Regions from separate parts of the Pan troglodytes genome. Here region 1 is linked to region 2. The links are chromatin contacts, called in public Hi-C maps. All regions are on one chromosome and are shown on one strand. Each heading gives the region's core, a stretch centred on a gene start, on an enhancer-like site or on the middle of the called end of the contact. The rest is flanking DNA. Distances are from core to core; before and after follow the strand shown. Region 1 holds the start of MRPL4 (mitochondrial ribosomal protein L4). Region 2 holds the start of OLFM2 (olfactomedin 2).

Evidence for each region. A called contact is a pair of places that touch in the nucleus more often than the background predicts.
Region 1: a Hi-C map of stem cell-derived neural progenitor cells shows a contact between it and region 2, with 5 times the contacts expected there. The contact joins the promoter of MRPL4 here to the promoter of OLFM2 in region 2. A contact is called at or near these places in 1 of 7 Hi-C or Micro-C datasets (stem cell-derived neural progenitor cells), 1 of 1 datasets of contacts at active chromatin or transcription factors (stem cell-derived excitatory neurons) and 1 of 1 other capture datasets (stem cell-derived neural stem cells).

Annotation. Positions count from the first base shown.
Region 1 is chr20:12,975,000-12,979,123 of NHGRI_mPanTro3-v2.0_pri, forward strand. It overlaps MRPL4 (mitochondrial ribosomal protein L4), which reads left to right and starts at 2,173. Exons shown (of 9, transcript XM_001164062.7): 1 at 2,173-2,566; 2 at 2,653-2,719; 3 at 2,807-2,957. The coding sequence starts at 2,510.
Region 2 is chr20:12,663,461-12,667,251 of NHGRI_mPanTro3-v2.0_pri, forward strand. It overlaps OLFM2 (olfactomedin 2), which reads right to left and starts at 1,444. Exons shown (of 6, transcript XM_003316100.5): 1 at 1,232-1,444. The coding sequence starts at 1,294.

The DNA.
Region 1 (4,124 bases), core at 923-3,422, 310 kb after region 2:
TTTTGGTAGAGGCCAGGCGCGGTGGCTCACGCCTGTAATCCCAGCACTTTGGGAGGCCGAGTCGGGTGGATCACCTGAGGTCGGGAGTTCGAGACCAGCCTGGCCAAAATGGTGAAACCCTGTCTCTACTAAAAATAAAAAATAAAAATAAAAATAAAAATAAAAATTAGCTGGGCGTAGTGGCGGGCGCCTGTAATCCCAGCTACTCGGGAGGCTGAGGCAGGAGAATCGCTTGAACCCGGGAGGCGGAGGTTGCAGTGAACCAAGATCGCGCTACTGCACTCCAGCCTGGGCAACAGAGTGAGATTCTGTCTCAAAAAAAAAAGAATAATAATGCTATTTATTGACTTTTCACCTTGTACCAGGCATGGGAAGCTTTGCCTCCATTACGTCACTGAAATCTCATAACCTCCTTTTCCAGCAGAGGAAAATGAGGTTGGTTCACAGACCACGTTGTCAGCTGTGCTCTGTCCAGAACGCACTGGCCTCCAAGTAGACAGCCCTGGACTGGTAGGGAAGCCGGCTATGATCCGGTGGCGCCCCCTGGAGGTCTATCGGGAACATGGTAAAGAACCTAAAAATGGGTGGGCCACAGTAGCTCATGCCTGTAATCCCAGCATTTTGGGGGACCAATGCGGGAGAATTGCTTGAGCCCAGGAGTTCAAGACCAGCCTGGGCAACATTGGGAGACCCACCCCCCGCCATCTCTACAAAAAAAAAAAAAAAATTAGGCCGGGCGCGGTGGCTCAGGCCTGTAATCCCAGCACTTTGGGAGGCCGAGGCGGGTGGATCACCTGAGGTCAGGAGTTCAAGACCAGCCTGGCCAACGTGGTGCCACACTGTCTCTAATAAAAACACGAAAATTAGGGCCGGGCTCGGTGGCTCACGCCTGTAATCCCAGCACTTTGGGAAGCCGAGGCGGGCGGATCACGAGGTCAGGAGATTGAGACCATCCTGGCTAACACGGTGAAACCCCCTCTCTACTAAAAATACAAAAAGTTAGCCGCGCGTGGTGGCGGGCGCCTGTAGTCCCAGCTACTCGGTAAGCTGAGGCAGGGAATCGCTTGAACCCGGGAGGCCGAGATGTGCGATCTCGCACCACTGCACTCCGGCCTGGGCGACAGAGCGATACTCCATCTCAAAATACAAATACAAAATAAAAAAATACAATACAAAAATGAGCCGGGCTTGCGCACCTGTAGACCAGCTACTCAGGAGACAGAGGCAGGAGAATCCCTTGAGCTCTGGAGGTCGAGGCTGCAGTAAGCCATGATCTTGCCCATTGCACTCCAGCCTGGGCGACAGAGGAAGACCTTGTCTCTAAAAACCAAAACAAAGAAACTAAAAATAAGCATTCGGATTTGTTAGGGGGCGACAAGGGAGGCAGTCCAGGATCTGTGGACTCCCCACTTTGTTCTGTCCTTGGAGAGCCCTGGAAGGTCTGAGAGGGGACGGGACCTGGTTTAAAGGGGTAGGGGAGAGGACCCTGGTCTAGGGGGTAAGGGACACAAATACCTAATCTGAGGGGTTTCGGGGGGACATGGCCCTGCCCTGGGGAATCTAAACTGGGAGGCATGGTCTGGCAGGCCCAATCCTGAAGGCTTTCTGAGGGCAATAAGGCCCTGCCTTTAAACAAATGAAAAAACGCCAGGCACGGTGGCTCACGCCTGTAATCCCAGCACTTTGGAAGGCTGAGGCGGGCGGATCACGAGGTCAGGAGATCGAGACCATCCTGGCTAACGCGGTGATACCCGTCTCTACTAAAAATACAAAAAATTAGCCAGGCGTGGTGGCGGGCGCCTGCAGTCCCAGCTACTCGGGAGGCTGAGGCAGGAGAATGGCGTGAACCTAGTAGGCGGAGCTTGCAGTGAGCCGAGATCGCGCCACTGCACTCCAGCCTGGGCAACAGAGCAAGACTCCGTCTCAAAAAACAACAACAACAACAACAACAACAACAAAACAAATAAAAAAACAAAACCACATAACTGGATAAAGAAAAAACCATCTCCGACAGCCTTGGAGGCGGGATGAAGGCGTGGCCCGGTGGGCGTGACCAACAGCAAAAGTTTAAGCGTTATTGGCTGTATTCCTTAGTTGCTCGCTCCAGAACTGCCCACTTATGGGCGGGGGTCACTCCTTCAGGCTTAACAGTCATTGGCTGAATTGGGCCAGAGAGGTCTCATTGGCTGAATTCCTGCACCGGCTCGTCGGAGGCGGGACCCAAAGTATGCTAGGCCTACGGAAGCTGGGTCTTCTTGCTGTGAGGTCGCGTTCCCCAGTGTTACGGAGGGTCCTTGAGGCAGGAGTGAAAATTGGATCTGGGGGTTAGTCCTGGGGTGGAGGTCTGGGCACGCCGGGTCGGACCCCCTCCATCTTCGGTTTTGCACACCCCGCTTTCCAGCGCGGAGTCGCGGCGGGTAGGGCGGCGTCGCGTGCGTGACGTCATCCAGCGGCGCCTCGCGAGGCTCCAGTGGCCTTGACCTCCCGCGGCGTGGGAGGCTGCGCGGCGATGCTGCAGTTGGTCCGGGCCGGGGCGCGGGCCTGGCTTCGGCCTACCGGCTGCCAGGTGAGGCCAGGGGCTGGAGGCGTGGTCGAAGGATGAAATTTGGGGGTGTCCAGGGGTCGTCTCTCACTTTCGCCCAACCCTTGCAGGGCCTGAGTTCCCTGGCGGAAGAGGCAGCGCGTGCGACCGAGAACCCGGAGCAGGTGGCGAGCGAGGGTAAGGCAACCGGGGTGGCTCCAGGAAGGGCGGCGACAGAGAGGTCTGACCCTTGACCCTAACCTCTGACCCCCGCAATCGCTCCAGGTCTCCCGGAGCCCGTGCTGCGCAAAGTCGAGCTCCCGGTACCCACTCATCGACGCCCAGTGCAGGCCTGGGTCGAGTCCTTGCGGGGCTTCGAGCAGGAGCGCGTGGGCCTGGCCGACCTGCACCCCGATGTTTTCGCCACCGCGCCCAGGTGAGCGAGGGCTGTAATGGTGAACTGAGTGGCAGAGGGATGAAGAGCGGGATTTCAGGAGTCACGATGACTTTGGGCTTGTACCCTTGGGAAAGTGCTGAATTTCTACAGCCTCCGTTTCTCCACCTGTCAAAGGGGAACGATGACAAAACTGTAGCGCTGTGTGAGATTGAAGCCTGAGAGGTGACATCATCTAAGGGTTAGGGAGACAGAATTCTGGAGCCCGACTGATTAGGTTCAAATCCTGCCTTCCCCTCTTGTCCCTCAGTGTCCCTATTTTGTCAGCGGTCGGGAGGTTGCTGTCATGAATAAATGACTTAATTCTGGCACATAATAAGTTCTATAGAAATGTTGATAATCTTTGTTAACTGGTTTTTGCAAATAAGAGCACTAAAAAGACTAAACCATTCCTCGGTGCCTGGAAGAGGCTGTTTGCATTTTAGTTACCCTGCTGTTCATAACATCTCTAAGAAAATGTAGGGGCCACCCTGGGCGCAGTGGCTCACGCCTGTAATCCCAGCACTTTGGGAGGCCAAGGCGGGCGGATCACGAGGTCAGGAGATCGAGACCATCCTGGCTAACATGGTGAAACCCCGTCTCTACTAAAAATACAAAAAAAAAAAAATTAGCCGCGCGTGGTGGCGGGCGTCTGTAGTCCCAGGTACTCTGGAGGCTGAGGCAAGAGAATGGCGTGAACCCGGGAGGCGGAGCTTGCAGTGAGCCGAGATCGCGCCACTGCACTCCATCCTGGGCAACACTCTGTCTCAAAAAAAAAAAAAAAAAAAAGAAAGAAAAGAAAATGTAGGGGCCAGTTACTGTGGCTCACATCTGTAATCCCAGCACATTGGGAGGCCGAGGTGGGCGGATCACTTGAAACCAGGAGTTGCAGACCAGCCTGGCCAACATGGTGAAACCCCGTCTCTACTAAAAATACAAAAATTAGCCGGACGTCTTAGTGCAAGCCTGTAGTCCCAGCTACTCAGGAGGCTGAGGCATGAGAATCGCTTGCACCTGGGGAGATGGAGGTTGCAGTGAGCCGTGATTATACTACTGCACTCCAGCCTGGGCGACAGAGACAGACTCCATCTCAAAAAAAAAAAAAAAACAGGTGAAATTGATTTCAATAATGTATTTAACCTGTATTTAAAACTATGTCGAAATCACATT
Region 2 (3,791 bases), core at 194-2,693:
CCTCTGTCACTCTCGAGCTTGAGCAAGTGATTTAACTTTTCTGTGCCTCAGTTTCCCCATCCATAAAATGAGGTAACAATACCATGCTCTAGTAGGGAGGAGGCAGAGGGGGTTAAATGCCTTAGTCTGTGCTGTGTGATTGAAACAGCACCTCTCAAATTAGCACGTAATGAATGATCACTGTTATCATAATGACTATTTTATTATTTTTGATCCCAGCTCCCCTGTGAACTCCTACAGATCTGAGAACTTGGGGGTGCTCTCACTTCCAAGATGGAGGAGGAGAGGGGCTTTCCAATAGCAAAAGAGAGCGTGGACGCCCCACATTTTGCAAGCCTCCCTGAGCCTGCCCAAGAGAAAGGTGCCATGGGGAGGGAGACCTGCTTCTGTAAGGGTATGAATGGCGTGTGCGGTTGTGAGCAAGGCACCAAGACACACACACACACGTGCATGGATGGACACGTTTGCACACACACACACACCCTTTTAGAGTGATTTACCCAAAGGTACAGAATAGCACACGCTCACTCCAAGGCTCTCACACGGCCACACACCTGGCCACACACGTATTGTACAACACCCAGTCATCTGGAGCCAGTAATGAGGACACGGTCACACACAGACTCTGTCTCACGTACTGATCACACCCCAACTCAGGCACTAGTTGGACAAGCCCCCCAACCGCCACACACACAAACTCCCCCCGGTCACACCCAACCACGACACAAAGACACACACGTTTACCCTGCACCCCCACAGCATTTCACACGCGTCCCCGTCAGTCACTCTCACGTGAGTCCCGTCCCCTGCCCCACACTGGGGGCTGCAGGCGAGGAGTGGGGGGCTTCAGAAACTGGGCATCTCGGCCCCGAAGAGGAAGTCAAGGGTAAGCAACCGCCCCCCTCCAATGCCCCCTGAAGTTTCCCTCCCAACCCCATTCAGCTCCAGCGAGATGGCGGGGTGGGGGCTCGGGGCCATGGAGGGGTTGAGAATCCCAAAGACGCCACCCCCCAAACCAGCCCAGCTTGAGGCTGGATTTGAAGCCCCCCTTGTCCTCTCCCAAGCCAGAGAGTGCACGTCCCGGCCCCTCCCCCGCTGCGACCCCCGCCCCTCGCCGCCCTGCAGCTGGGGGGGCTTGTGGAGCCTCCCAACCCCGTTTCTCCGGGAACCCTCCGCGCCCCCCTCCTCTCCCGGAGCCACCCGCGCCCGCACCTGCCCGCCGGGCCCCTACCTGTCCGGCCAGGCCTGAGCACAGCAGCAGCAGCAGCGGCGGCGGGACCGTGAGCGGCCACATGACGCGCCCCCAGCCCGGCGTCCCGACCCCCGCCCGCCCTAGCGGCGCCTCGGCGCGGGGACCGCCACCAGGCGCGACCCCGCCCGCCCGGCCGGGGCGACCCTGCGCCGCCGCCTCCCCCGCCTCGCCGGCGGCCGGGATTCCGCCCCACCCCCGCCCCCTCGCTCGCTCCGAGTCTTTGTTGCGGGCTCCGCCCCCCGCCCCGCCCCCAGCTCCTCTTCTGGAGCAGCTCGAGCAGGGTCGGGTGGGGGGGTGAGGGGCGGGGAAGTGGGGGAGCCAGCCCCGGCGAGGGGACCTGAGGACAGGACTTGGCAGCGCCCCCCAACCCCCAGGCCATTCCGGGAGCGGGTCGCGGAGGTGGGGGGAGGGGTGCCCGTCACGTGTTTGTAAATTTCACCCTCCGGGGGCATTTCCCACGTTGCAGGTGGGACGGGGACGAATGGTTGGGGGAGAGGAATAGGAGGAAGGCCTGGTAGCAGAGAAGGGAAATGATGAACGCCCCCTCCCTAAAAACTCAACAGTCAACAGGGAAACTGAGGCAGAATCTGAAATTGGAAGTTGGAGGAGGGGTCAATGCCAGGACAAGAGGGGTGAGGCATAGATGGAGACGGGGAATAAGAGGAAAAAATTGAGGTTGGGGGGACAGGAGACCGAGAATCAGGCAAGAGGCCAATGGAAATGGCCACGTGGGTGGGCTTGGCCTCAAAAAGGGGCGTCTCGTTTTCACTCTCCCCGGGCGCCCCATTTCCCCACCAGTCCTCCCGCTGGAAGCCTCCCCGCCTCCGCCACACCTGGAAGACTTTCTCTTCGCTCCTGTTTCAATAGCCCAAGATGAAAGACCACATCCCCCGAGAGAATCAAAATATTAACACCGCCTCCACGCGAAGCCATTTGCATATGAAGGGCGTCCTTGTCTAGCCTCTCTTTCGGGAGGCTTTCCAGCCTTTCTCTGCCTCTCACTCCTCCAAAAGTGTCCCTAGGCCGGGCGCGGTGGCTCACGCCTGTAATCCCAGCAATTTGGGAGGCTGAGGAGGGTGGATCATCTGAGGTCAGGAGTTCAAGACCAGCCTGGCCAATATGGCAAAACCCCACCTCTACTAAAACATACAAAAATTAGCCGGGCGTGGTGGTGCATGCCTGGAATCCCAGCTACTCGGGAGGCTGAGACAGGAGAATCGCTTGAACCTGGGAGGCAGAGGTTGCAGTGAGCAGAGATCGTGCCATTGCACTCCAGCCTGGGCAACAGGAGCAAAACTTGTCTCAAAAAAAAAAAAAAAAAAAAAAAGTGTCCCTAGTCGTCTTTCCTCCCCACAGCCCCTCTAGGGATTCGGATATATGTAGGCAGAGGTGGAGGAGGGGGGCGGGCAAATAAGTCAGACTAGAAAGAAATCGGGCATAAAATATGCGAGGCCAGGAAGCCTGGCATTTTTGTGACCCTGATACTGTTGGGCTAGGAGGGGTCTCCCCAGACGCTGGTGGGGCCTCGACCCCAGCTGGTGTCCAGGCTCTTAACACCGTCGCAAGAATGAATTCAAGGAGGAATCAGAAAATCATGAAAAGTTCGGAGATTTTTTTGTTAAGGGAAAAGTCCACACTTGAGAAAAGGGAGTGGGCGTACTTAAGAGAGAGAGATGGGCAAGGTGGTTTGGGACTGCTACCTTTATGTGTCTCTTTTTTTTTTTTTTTGAGACAAAGTCTCGCTCTGTCACCCAGGCTGGAGTGCAGTGGTGTGATCTCGGCTCACTGCAACCTCTGCCTCCCGGGTTCAAGCAATTCTCCTGCCTCAGCCTCCTGAGTAGCTGGGATTACAGGTGTGCGCCATCACAGCCGGCTAATTTTTTGTGTTTTTAGTAGAGACGGGGTTTCACCATATTGGCCAGGCTGGTCTCAAACTCCTGACCTCGTGATCCACCCGCCTTGGCCTCCCAAAGTGCTGAGATTACAGGCGTGAGCCACCACAACAGGCCACTGTGTATCTCTTTAACCAAGGGACGGAATATTCATGAAAACTGGAAAAAGGTGGACTGTGGTGCCACCCATTTTTACACCAAATTTGGGTGTCCCTGGAACTGTCAAGGGCGCTGGTGGGTGGGTAATTTTAGTATTTTAATGAGTGCATAATGAGATCCTAGGTGAAACCTAGGTAGAATGTAACACCATGTTGGGTCCAGTAGGTCTTAGCCAGCTTGGTCCACACCCTGGTTTTCAGGATCTTATCAGCCCGTAGCCTCTAGTCATGTGAAACGGCTGCCTGTGACCACCCTGGATCATTCCTGTCTCAACCCTACTGGGGATAAAACATGTCGATGATGTTTTTGTCAGGTCAATGAGAAAGAGCTTGGTGACCCACAGATCTGGGTTCAACCCTGGTGCTGCCACTTCTTGGCCATGTGACCTTAGGGGAAAAGCTTTCCCCCTCTTAGAAGACCTGTTTTTTGCAGTTATTGGGAGACATCTGTGACTCTAAGCAAAGAGAGCACCTAGCTAGCACTCACTC